2 separate regions of the Mus musculus genome follow, and region 2 is linked to region 1. The links are chromatin contacts, called in public promoter capture Hi-C maps. All regions are on one chromosome and are shown on one strand. The core of a region is the stretch at or near the end of the contact, and the rest is flanking DNA. Distances in the headings are between cores, read along the strand shown. Region 1 holds the start of Ttc24 (tetratricopeptide repeat domain 24). Region 2 holds the start of Creb3l4 (cAMP responsive element binding protein 3-like 4).

Region 1 (3,699 bases), core at 947-3,446:
GCGCCCACAAGGTGACTGACAATCACCTGTAATTCCAGTTCCAGGAGATCCAACTCCTCCTTGTCTCTGAGGGCATCATATGCACTCGGTGCATGGACATGCATGCAAGCAAAACAGCCATACACATAAAATAAAAATATTTTTTAAGAGGGCTGGAGAGATGACTTAGTAATTAAGCCTAATTAACTCTGCTTTTTCCAGAGATCCTGAATTTGGTTTCCAGAATCCAGGTCAGACAGCTTGCTCACAACTACCTGTAACTGTAACTCCAGGAAATCCAAAGTTTTTGGTATACACACACGCATACACACACATGCATACACACACACACACACACACACACACACACACACACACTCTCTCTCTCTCTCTCTCTTTTTTTTTTTTTGGTTTTTCAAGACAGGGTTTCTCTGTATAGTCTTGGCTGTCCTGGAACTCACTTTGTAGACCAGGCTGGCCTCGAACTCAGAAATCCACCTGCCTCTGCCTCCCGAGTGCTGGGATCAAAGGCGTGCACTGCCATGCCCGGCAACACACACACTCACACACACACACACACACACACACACACACACACACACACTCTTAAAACAACAGCAACAACAACAACAAAACTCTCTTTAAAAGGTTAGTGAATTTTAAAATTTGAGTCACAGAAGTGACTCACCCTTGTGGCTTCTGCAGGCACTTGAACTGACATACACCTATACACATACACATTTTAAAAATAAAATATCTTAAGCCTGGTGTGGTGGCACAGACCTTTAATCCTAGAATTCAGGAGGCAGAGGCAGGTAGACCTCTGAGATCTAGGCCAGCCTGCTCTTCTAGATAACCAGAGATATACAGAAAACCCCTATTTCAGGGCAGGGGAAAGGAAGACCAGCAATAAGAAAAGCATATATATATATGTGTGTGTGTGTGTGTATGTGTATGTATACATATATATATGTATGTATATGTGTATACATATGTATATGTATGTTTTATATACATATATATATATATACATATATGTATATATATATACACACACACACACACAATTTAAAATCATCTTCAAAGGTCCACTTCTGTGACACTATATGAACTCAACTGTGCACCCCATCTGTCATTCCCTGGGGATTATGGTCCTCTTTAGTCAACATCTAAAGGGCTCATTTTTGTTATTTTGAATTGTGTGTACATGAGCACATGTGGTTATGTGCACCAGAGGCTTTGAATCCCATGGAGCTGAGGTCATCCTTGGTTACGAGCTGCCCGGTGTGGGTGCTGGGACCTGAACTCAGGTCTCTGCAAGATCAAAAAGTACTCAGAGCTGTCTTCTCAGCTTATCTGAGCGCCAGCATCTCCGTCAAAACAAAACAGACAAACAAAAGGCTGTCACACACCTTTAAAATCCCAACTCAGGATGTAAAGACAGGCAGATCTCTGGGAGTTCAAGGCCAGTCTGGTTTGCATAGTGAGTCCAGGACAGCAGGGTTACAAAACCCAAACAGGATACACAGGGCTTCCCCTCACCTCTTACACAAGGCCTTGTGACCTACGTGCTGCTGCTTTATAAACCAACGGGAATTCAGCACAGCCACCTCCAGCGGTGGCAGGAGCTGTACTAGCCCCGGGCACTCAAAGCTGAACAGACACTGAGTTAGGAAGAGGCTGATGTCCAGGAGGCGTCTGTGTGCATTGACTGTGCCCTTCCTATTGTCTCCTCTACTTTCTGCCAGTCGGTTCCCGCCTTGGTCCCCAGAGAACTCTTAAGTTCAGATAGATTCTTCTCATCAGCACATTTCTCCTGGACTGCCTCTCTTCCCAGGAAACTGAAAAAAAAAAAAAAAGCCGAAAAACGACCCCCCCCTCAACCCCCACTTTTTCTCTTTTACAGAGAGGGGGCAAAAGGGTTTCTGCTTTTCAAAGATATTTTCTCTGGAGTTGGGGATTTGGCTTAGTGGTGGAGAAAAGGGAGAGAGGATGAGAGGGAGGAAGGGAGGGTGGGAGGGAGGAAGGGAGGGTGGGAGGGAAAACTAGAAAGAGTTGCTTCTGAAAACACATAAAATCCCGACTTCATAAGGCTCCCCACCTTGAGGCACTCCAGGCTGTCACCTTGAGGCTCCGGACTGTCCCCTGCACAGTCTTGGGGACCCCACTCCAGGACCTCTTACCTCTGTCTGTCCTGTTTTCTCCACAGTGGCCTTCTGGAATGGTTCTGCTGGCTTAGGTTACTTCCCAGCAGCCTTGAGCGCAGAACTGTGTTACCAGACACCTGGCACTCTCCTTTCCTCCCAGGTAATCCTTCGAGTGACAGCTGTGGTAACCTATCTTAGTGGAGGACCCTAATGGTGCTCAGACATAGTCACCTAAGACCTGTTTCCCTTCCTGCTTGGCTGCCCCATCCCTGCGGACACACCTTCCAGTTCCTTCAAATAATATATCAAACTACCATGAGACAGTCATCTGTTCTTTCCCATCCTCTCTTCTTTTTTTTTTTTTTTTAAGATTTATTTATTATATGTGAGTACACTGTAGCTGTCTTCAGACACCCCAGAAGAGAGTGTCAGATCTCATTACAGATGGTTGCAAGCCACCATGTGGTTGCTGGGATTTGAACTCGGGACCTTTGGAAGAGCAGTCAGTGCTCTTAACCACTGAGCCCCCATCCTCTCTTCTTAATTTAATTTAATTCTAAGGTAGGTTCTTGTGGTGATCTTCTTTCCTTCTTTCCTTCCTGAGTGCTGGGATCACAGATTGTGCCACCAAGCCCTGCTCCGTCTCTCCCTTTCAGAGAGAGACATGACAGACCAAAGAACTCCATCTGCTACAGGGGGTGACTACAAGCTTTTTTTTTTTTAAATTATTATTTATTTTATGTATATGAGTGCACTGTAAACTCTGTAAACTCCAGGTTCTGTTTGATGTGTTTAATGAGAGGACAGGAGGCCCCACAATCACCAGGAATCTCTAACTCACCAGCTCACCAACCCATGAACCTACCACCAGTGGCTGCAACTAAACGAAATTTGCCCCTTTCCCCATTTGCCTAGGAAAAAGCCTTTTTAAGTAGAAGGGCCATTGCCAGAAACAGACTCCTGAAGTAGATGCACTGACCATAGTTGCAACACAGGCGTTTGCGCAGGCCTGGCACCCAGGGCCATCTCTGAGCTCCAGACAGGCTGAAGCTTCTGCTCTGGCCTGGCTTTCAGAGGTGCTAGCACAGCCTGTCCAGGCCAAGTAGGCCACAGAGTGGTCCCATACTCAGTAGGCTTTCCTTGAGGAAAATAGGGGGCGGGGGTGGGAGGGCCTGAAAGTGTTCTCAGCCAAGGTCCTAAGGGGCTCTCTCCCAGATCCTCTGTCATTCTGAACCAGCATCCAGTTCCCTTCAGTGCCACACCCACCATGTCCTCGAATCTCCTTCCACATCACTGACAATACAAGCAGCACCAACAATCAACGTGGTCACGATTAACACATACATTTCAATGATAACTTTAAATGCCAGTGGAATCAACTCTTCAAAAGACACAGACTGACAAAAGCCAGGGGCTAGAGAGATGGCTCAGTGGTTAAGAGCACTGACTCCTCTTCCAGAGGTCCTGAGTTCAATTCTCTGCAGCCACATGGTAGCTCACAACCATCTGTAATGAGATCTGACACCCTCTTCTGGTGTGTCTGAAGACAGCTACAGTGTACTCTTATAAATAA
Region 2 (3,752 bases), core at 383-2,882, 2.2 Mb after region 1:
CAGGGCAGTTCTTCTAGTGCAAGCACCTGCTGCTGCTTCGCTATCGCTATCACCCTGTCCTCATTAGCCAGGTGGATTCCCAGGGGTCCTGTCCCAGTTCCCTTTCCTGAGCAAGGCAGAGAAAGTAGCTCTGACTGAATGTTAATGCACACTGGGTCTTGAGCTCTGACAGCAGGCTCCCTCATCGCACCTGCTAAGACTTAAATGATTCCTTACCACCCTGATCCCCTATAGTTCTCCAGCCCCTACACTTTCCGGCTCTTAGAATTGCTTGTTTCTCCTTGGCCTTCAAAACCACTGCTACCAAAAGTGGGGCAAACCAGTTCCTCATTAGTGTCTCCTCCCTTTTCCCCCATGCCCCCACTCATATGAGGGCATGTATACTGGGGGAACATCAGTTCTGGTTGGCGTCGAGACTTACCATGGCTGCAGGAGGTGCTGGGGCTCTGGTGCTGACCCTAGGCAGGATATGTCTATGCGAATCGGAGGGCAGTCCACTGACTGTGCATGCATCAGGGACCATAAGTGCAGGGGTCCACTGATCTGAAAAAAGATACAGAGACTGGGACAAAGGAGTCAGAAGGCTGTGGTAAGGGCGGGGACTGGGCAGTGGCACAGTTTGGGAACCTTCTCCCCTTAATCTCACCACCAGGGCTGGGCCTGAAAGGGGCGTTGCCCTATTTCCAAAAAGTACACTGACCTATCTGAATAGAGATGAGTCCGAAGGTTGGCCCAGCTTCCCGCTGAGTTCCCTGTAGGGTCCCTGAATCATAGACAACCTCATAGAGGGCAGGGGAACTGGAAGCCTGTTGGGCAGGGGAGCCAGGATCTTCAGAGACCCCACTGTCCCTACCAGGAGATGTTTCTGAGCAGTGTATCATATTGGGATCGATAAAGAGGTTCAGGAAATCGTCAGGTTCACTCTTCTGAAGGCCCTATAGGAGGAGAGGGTACGCATGTCTGCAAAGAAGTACCTTGACAGTCTTACCTGACAGTAGTCTTAGATCCTTAATGCTTCAATGCTATCCCTTCTTGGACATAGGAAGAGTAACAATACGCGTCTATTTCGTGGGCTCTATTATGAGAACTCTTTCTTTGTGACGACTTAAGGCTTCTAGTCAGAGTTCTCTCAACCTAACTCCCACTTCCATTGAACAGCCTGGGCTACAGCCCCTACTCATCTCCCAGCTTTGCAGCCCCTGTTCTTGTACCCTGGTCACCGGGACCTTTGACGCGGGACCGTTGAATCCCAGCTCCAGGAAGGATCCCGTCGAGAAGATATCTTCTGGGGGTTCCAGCAACTCAGGGCACCCGAGCTCCATGTTTCTGCATGGGAGGGAAAGTTATAAGGAAGGTGGTGGCTGCCCTCGCCTCTGAAGCTACGGGCTCCTCGGCATTTTCTCCGTTAGTTACTCTTTTCCTCTGCTCTCATGAGGCAGCCCCTCGGAGGAGAACACACTTCAGGCCTTATCTTTGGGTTCAGAAAAATAGCCCCACTGGGTATTACCTGTTTTATTCTCTTTAGTTGTTGTTCGGAGAACTTTGCTCTGCCAAACCAGCCTAGCCCGCTGAAGCCCCAAACACTACACCTTTTCTTTCCACCAGGATCTGTATCCTGGTCCTGCCCAATCAGGCCCCGCCCACTACGCTGTCCGTGGAGTTTGGGGTAGGAAAGGGTGGGGGAAGGGAGAGGGTTGGGTTGCACCTGGCCAGGAACCACTGTCGGGACCTGCATCTGGGAGTAATATTAAGACACTGTCCATGTGCAAACAGAAATAAAACTATAGGTACCCACACCCTTTCTGTCAGTTTTCTCAGTGCTAGTAGATCTTGCTGCGGGCTTGATGTCTCGTCAGCAAAGAGTTGAGATAGTAGTGACTGGTACACAGGATTCCCAGGTGTCTGTTTCGAAGCCACAATCTTTACAAGTGGGAGACCCATCTCAGGGTAGAGAAAGAAACCAAGATTTTGAAGGCATCCTCCATCCCAGCTCCGGCCCCCTGCGCCACAAGGCATTCTTCCACTGGTGAATCCTAATTGGGCATTGAAGACTTAGGACCGGGTTTCTAGCCAATGGCTGACTATCTCGAGGCTCACGCCCTCGCGGTTAGCAACAATAGACCAGCAGAAAAGAATCCCAGAAGTAATTTGGCAGGGCTCCGGGTTCCAGCCAGAGGCCCCTACTTATATTGTAGGAAAGTTGAGCTAAAGCTTCCGTGCTGAGGGTAGGAACCGCACAGAGGTTGTTTGGGTTTGAGTTTGTTTACCTCGTGGTTCTGAGGCCCCAAGTTATTACTTAGGCAGACCTGTAGCCTGTGGACCAGGATTCCACTTTCTGGCAGCTACCTGTGCAATCGGCCTATGTGGATCCAGGAACCGGGTTACACATTGCTGCACTTTGGGGACCCTGCTAACCCATGCGGGGGGACACAGGACAGGGAAACTGCCATACATTAGCCAAACATTTACTTTTGGTTTGAAATCTTATTGTTTCCTTAAACTATTAGTTTTATGTATAGTTTTGTGTTTTGAAACAGGAGTGAGGAGGTCTCATTTCTCAGGGTGGCCTCCTGAGTAGCTGATACTGTATCAGTGTAGCTTGAAACCTGTTTCAGAGGTTGTGTGGGAGTGCATGCCAGTAATTTTCATGCCCAAGAGGCTTACCAGAAGTGTCTCTGCTGCCAAGGCCAGCCTGGGCTACATAAGATCCTGTTTCAATTAATCCCAGCATTCAAGAGGCAGAGGCAGACTGCTCTGGCCTCAAGGTCTACAAAGTGAGTTCCAGGACAGCCAAGGGTACACAGAGAAACCCTGTCTTGAAAAAAAAAACCAAAAACCAAAACAACAAAACCACAAACAAAAAAACCCAAAAGTACCAATTATCTATTCAGTGATGTGTCCAATAAGTTCTATTTTTCTTACCTCACACTTACAGCTGCCTTCTTGTCAGAAAGTATCAGATGGTGGAACAATATTAAAGGAGAGTTGGAGGAGAGCTGATGAAAATGAGGCTTTAATTTTGAGCTGTTTGCTTGTTCATTTTTTTTTAAAGCAGGATTTCATTGTTTATTCTGGCTTGTTCATTAGTTTTGTTTTTTTGAGGCAAGGTATCACTGTGTGTTCCTAACTTGTTTGTCTGTTGTTGTTTGGGTTGGTTGAGGCAGGGTCTCACTGGAGTTGTGAGATCATTATAATTTCCTTTTCCTTCCTCCTTTCTCTTTTCTTTTAGTGTAAGGGCAGACACTCACAGGCAGTAGAGGGGAGATGGCTCACGTGCCACTCACTGATCACCATGGAGGCCAGAGGACAGCTCTCAGATGTCAATCTTCTCTTTTAACCATGTGGATACTGGGTATTGTGAAGTTAGGTGGCTTAACCACTGAGCTAACCTGGCATCTTTTCTATTTGTTTATTTGGTTCTTTTGAGACGAGATTTTACTCTTGTTACCAAGGCTGGCTTCATTGTGGAAATTCTCCTGCTTCAGCCTCCCAAGAGCTGGAATGAGTGATGACACCTGTTTGAAAAAATTGTTTTCATCAGCATTGTTCTGTCTTGTGATGTACAACAAACAGCTCTACGGCTCAAAGAGCATGGAGTATTTTGTCAGTTTTAATAAAGAATCAGATGCTCATGACAAAAAAATAGTGATTCTAAGATTCAGGGTTTGTTTTGCCTTGAGCTAGTGTCATCAGAGTTATGCACTTCAAGAAAAACAGTGAAGCCGGGCGTGGTGGCGCACGCCTTTAATCCC

Evidence for each region. Promoter capture Hi-C pulls out the DNA fragments that hold promoters and counts their contacts.
Region 2: a promoter capture Hi-C map of liver shows a contact between it and region 1, with 4 times the contacts expected there. The contact joins the promoter of Creb3l4 here to the promoter of Ttc24 in region 1. A contact is called at or near these places in 2 of 39 promoter capture datasets (hematopoietic stem and progenitor cells and liver).

What each region holds. Positions count from the first base shown.
Region 1 is chr3:88,076,108-88,079,806 of GRCm38.p6, forward strand. Ttc24 (tetratricopeptide repeat domain 24) reads right to left here and starts at 2,197. Exons shown (of 10, transcript NM_172526.3): 1 at 2,163-2,197.
Region 2 is chr3:90,241,511-90,245,262 of GRCm38.p6, forward strand. It overlaps Creb3l4 (cAMP responsive element binding protein 3-like 4), which reads right to left and starts at 1,633. Exons shown (of 10, transcript NM_001307934.1): 1 at 1,508-1,633; 2 at 1,212-1,326; 3 at 701-935; 4 at 422-543. The coding sequence starts at 1,322.